Linked DNA regions of Mus musculus: region 2 is linked to region 1. A link is a contact called in public targeted proximity ligation data. All regions are on one chromosome and are shown on one strand. The core of a region is the stretch at or near the end of the contact, and the rest is flanking DNA. Distances in the headings are between cores, read along the strand shown.

Region 1 (2,700 bases), core at 174-2,673:
GATGAGATAAAGATTATAAACTTTATATGATAATCTAACTTTTTTTTTTTTTTGGTAGACTGAACTCACACAGATCTGCCTGCCTCTGCCTCCTGAGTGCTGGGATTAAAGGCATACACCACCTTAGCCCAGCAATAATTCCACTTTCAAAGGTGATTAAGGGATAGTCAATAGAGGGCTTGTCTATGAATGTCCAGGAAGTAAGAAAGTCTGTTCTTCCACTGAGTTTTAAAGATCAAGGTCACTGAGGAGAGGAAAAACTGGAAGCAGGAAGTGAGAGATGAGAAAACATTGCCAGCCTTAGCAGCCTCAGAGAGCTCTTGGGGTTGGGAGGGGGGCTGGGGGGGGCTGGAGGGGGCTGGGGGGGGTTGGGGTGAAGAACTGAGCTGCTGAGCTGACTGAAATTTAATTTTCATTACACAAAGGAATGAGAGCTCAATCAGCTATTTTGTTGATACGTAGACACCATTGGTTATAAAATGCATCATTAATTTGTGTCCCACTAAGAAAGAAGTTATGTCTCAAATTAATCTATGAAAGAGTCCATTCTCAGCCCTTAAAATTTTTATTTTATTTTTGCTGAAAATCTCTGTAGACTTTTGGGGACATAGATTTTTATTACATGTCCCTGAAATGCGTATATAAAAGGGAAACTAAACTGATTGAGAAATTCATGACATCAGTTCATGCAGATTGTGTTCTAAATTTACTTTCCTCCACACTCATTATGATGAGACAAGATTATAAATTCTATACAATAATCCAACTTCCCCCCTCCAGGTGGGAGATAAAATGTTCCTCCCCCATCCTTATTATTGGATCCAGATTTCCTTCCACATTGTTATCATCCATCCTAAAAGGACTAGTATGTGTGCAGTTTTGATTGGGACTCTTGTTTACCTCAGTATCCAAGGGCCCTGCAGCCTCCTACACTCACATGAAGACCATGGCTTAGAAGCTACTCCTGGAAACAACCGCAACAATATGTTTGCTTTCCAAATACTGTATGTATATCCCTTTCTCTTCCTGGTCTTTTTGCACGTTGCTAATGAAACTTTTTTTAAATGCATTTTTATTTATGCATGTGCCTCACACATGGGCAGGTGCTGAAGCCACCAGAAAGAGGGCTTTCAATTCCTCTTGAACTAAAGTTTACACATACATAGACAATACCAAATATGTTAGTATTGCTCGTAGGATGAGTAATAACTCCAAAATTTCCTCAATAAACGCCTGCATCCAGAGATATTGACCCTTATATTGGACTTAATTCAATGTGGCAATTTGAAGTGAAAAAAAAATAAAATTGCTTTTCCTACACACCTGAGCTCACAGAATGGAATTCTGCCTATTACACCGGTTGGGCTCTCTAGACCACAACGGGGAGCAGTTTGTGCTGTTGAAAGGCATCCAACTGAGAGTTTCGCAAGCAGTCTGCCACAGGATAAGATCAAGTGTGGTCTCCCCATGTCTGCAGGAGTTGGTTAAGCAGGAACAGTGCCCTTTGAGCTGTTGACGTGAATAGTCTTCACACAGGAAGTATCACAGAGTCCATTTTTCTGTCCCTTCAGAGAAGACATTTCAAACTGGCCATCGCTCCGTCTTCTACAAAAAAGCAATCATAACCTCTTCAGGATGTAGCTAAGCACGGGATAAAACAACAAGACAGGAAACCTTGAGGGAGGGGGGTGTAGACATGAGGTTAACAGCTCAGCCTTAGAGTCCAATTGATATGAGCTTGAGTCCCAGATCTGCATTTGCATATTTTATGAGAAGTCCCTTGATGTCTGCTTGACAGAAACTAGGTAAAAATCATTTCTTCTCCTAGTTGTATGAGAAAGTCCTTCCTAGATTCCTAGCATTTACGTGGAACCGTGGAATTGATTTCTGGTCGATGACTTCCAGCATTTAGATGGAGCCATAAAATGGATTTCTGGTCGGTAGGGGGAGGGGCAGAGTCTTGGACCTTAAGCTTCTCAGTGATTCCCCCATATCCTCTCTCTTTTGTTTTGCCAGGTGACACAAGATTCAGGTGACCTCCAGGAGTATTCTGAGACCCTAGACTACGATGATGCGTCCTTGCCTGAATCTCTGAATGACCCCACACTGAAAAACAACCTTGACAGTGTCCACTAGAAACAACGAAAGCCTTGAGTGTCACAGCAGGTGTCCCGAGGTTTGCTCCCTCCTATAGGGCAAAGGTTTCATTGATTACTTAAGGGAGTTGCCAGGATGCGTTCCCTATGTAAAATACTAAAAAAAAAAAAAAAAAAAAAAAAAAATCAGTGGCTATCTTCTTATTGTTGATAAAGAACCCAGAAACAGTTGACATAAGCAGACAGCTTCTTACAGCTTATATTAGAGCAATGCTTCTCACCCTTCCTAATCCTGGTGACCCTTTAATACAGTTCCTCATGTTGTAGTGACCCGCAATCATAAAATTATTTCATTACTACTTCATAGCTGTAATTTTTTGCTACTGTTATGAATCAGGATGTAAATATCTGATATGCAGGATAGCTGATATTCAACCCCAAGGGGGTCGCAACTCACTGGTTGAAAACAATTTATTAGAGGGTGGATACTTTATACATACCAACTGATTCATACTGTTTGTATTGCAATGTTTGAGCCATCATGTTTTCTGACACTTAGAAAAGTCCACAACCAGTTATACAGACCCTGATAGAAAGGAATGAC
Region 2 (2,700 bases), core at 164-2,663, 400 kb before region 1:
AAACTATGAACTGCCACAAATATTTGTGAGAAAACGTTGAATCCACTCCAATACATGTGTTTAATTGTCACATACATGCTGCTAGAATAAAATTAAAGATGAAGAAGAGAGTCCTCACCTTCATGAAATTTGTAAGCCAGCAAGAATATCACATAAACAGCAACATAACAAATAGTTAATGGCAAGAACAATAATGTGACAGAGAGCCTTGAGGGAAGACGAGTTTACTTCTACAGGATGCACTGGAGATTTTGGACACTTGGTGAAATTTCTTCTGTGATGGTTTATCTTGTCAGCTTGACTGATTAGAATCACCTAGGACAGGATAATGAGGCACACCTCCCAGTGAGAGCATTTCATAGATGATTAACTGAGGAGTAAAGGCCTGCCCTGACTGTGAGCAGCACCATTATTTGGGCAGGACCTTGAATGAAATAAAAACAGAAGAGAAAGCAAACCTTGTGTAAGTGTTCATCTCTCTGTTTCCTGCTCCAGTGAAGTGAGCAAGCTTCCACATGCTATCATCCCAATGGAGCTGCCCCTGACAGATCTTACCCACCATGATGACTGTATCTTTTCAGTCAATGAGCCAAAAATAGTTCCTAGATTGTTGTTTGTCAGGTGTTGGTCACAGTGATTTAAAAAAAAAAATACATCAACTGACATTTGTCTAGGTAAATAGTATTTGAGGAAGTCTAGACATTTGAGATATTTCCATGAAAGAAACGGTGAAGGAGGACTGTTCTCCTACACTGTATTGTGCTCTATTAGGCTCAGGACTGGAGGTTTGAATCAACTCTGCCATTATAATTTCCCATATAGCTCTAGATCTTTCTTTCCATGTAGTAAATTTAGAATTTGAATGAGTCCACTGTAAGAGAATTTCCAACTCTGACATGTCCTGATTTCATACATGCTTCAAGAAATATCAGTACTATGTATATAAATCTCCTTGCATTTTTATTTTTATTTTGTATTTGCTTGGTTAGTGTTTTATTTTGAGACAAGGTCTCACTGTGTAGCCCTGGCTAGCATGGAGCTCACCAGATAGGCCAGGCTGACATGGAACTCACAGAGATCCACTGAGGGCTGGACTAAAGGCATGTGCCATCAACCTTTGTTCAGCCAGAAGTTGACCCTAACTGTGCACACACCTTTCTTAAAGTCTTTGTTGTTTAAATGGGTCTAGAAACCATCTGAACTCACAAAAATATTTTTGCCATCTATAAATCATGAGGACAGATAATCTTTTTTATTAGTTTCAGAATCAAAAACTGCTCTGAGAAAAACCTAAATACATAAATAGGCTTTGTACTGCTTGGTAATCACCTGCAACTGTGGAGCCTATAATTACAGCAGTAACTAGGAGCTTAAGTTAAGTGGCAGCAGTGACACCCAGAGAGCCTTTAGCTCCACTTTGCTCCTGGCTCTACAGGCAATCAGGCTGTGAGATTCATTGACAGGAACCATGGCAACAGTAACTACCTATTTGTTTTATGTTTGAAAGACTTTGAAGTTGGGCGTTGTTTCTTTCATGTTAAAATGGCTTTGATATGCAAGAAAGTGAAAATAAAATAAACCACAGCAAGGAGAAAAACTACCGTGTTGACAGAGTATATGTTGGATTGATCTATCTTTATCAATATTAGCTCACTAATGAGAATAGAGTCTCCCAGTGATCGGACAAAAAATTGTTATAACTTACAAAAAAAGAAAGAATTTATTATGAGAATATGACTATGTGTATCACTGCTCCCAGGAGTGCACAAAAGGAGACTCAAGGATGGATTTCAGAATGGGTAGAAACTGAGGGACCTATGATTACCTGCCAACCCCACAGTGTTCTAGGGAGGAGACAAAGATGGGATCTGTCCATTTCTACTTCTGAGCTACAAAACATACAGTCTTAACTGTCAGATCCAAAGGAATCGTGAATCTCCCAAGCCCCCAAAGGCAGTCCAAATATCCAGAAATGAGCTCAATCAAAACTATAGGAGGAATTCTGATAGATAAAGGCCAACATTCCTCAGGAACCTCTGAAGTTGTTCACCCTCTACCAAAAGGAGTCACCTCTTACCTCTAGCAAAAGGGAGTGTGGCTACCTATGGTGTCTATTAGCATATCAAAGCTCATGTGGGCCTCCAGGCTCCAGCAGGATCACAAATTACACCTTTCAAAGTCTGTGTTAGCATCCTAGCTTACTCACATTCTCCCCACTCTACCTCCCTCCAGCTTACCGGGTTCCCTCCCCACAGCTACACTTTATCCTTATAAGCTGCTATTTTCACTATGATCTGTCTATGCTCTGCTCTTGCTTTTCTCACTATGGATTCTCTGTTCTCTATAGCTTGCTCTTCTTCCCTCTCTCACAGGCAGCCCTGGCCATGTCTAGTCTGCTGACCATGCTCAGTCTACTTCTTTTTGCCTCTTCTCTGAACTCTCCCAGCTGCCTCTAGCTGTTATCTCTCCCTTATCTACATTAAAAACCTTCCACCTAACCATACCAAGGAGCGGTCATGTCATGAGTCTATATGTTCACCACAATTTATCTTCTGCTATCAGTAATAAACAAATCCTCCTAGGGGGTATTTGAATGACAGAACAGATGTTAGGCTCCAGAATATTGACAAATGACCCATAAATAAGCTATGAGGTCATCATTAATTAGTAGCACACATTTCTATTTAAAATTATTTAAAT

The links.
Region 2: a targeted proximity ligation map of memory CD8 T cells shows a contact between it and region 1, with 4 times the contacts expected there. A contact is called at or near these places in 2 of 130 datasets of targeted methods (the NIH/3T3 cell line and memory CD8 T cells).

What each region holds. Positions count from the first base shown.
Region 1 is chr19:32,868,269-32,870,968 of GRCm38.p6, reverse strand. No RefSeq gene overlaps it. Among named protein-coding and RNA genes, the nearest start is that of Gm36774, 61 kb to the left of the region's middle.
Region 2 is chr19:33,264,209-33,266,908 of GRCm38.p6, reverse strand. It overlaps the pseudogene Rnls. Among named protein-coding and RNA genes, the nearest start is that of Mir3970, 110 kb to the right of the region's middle.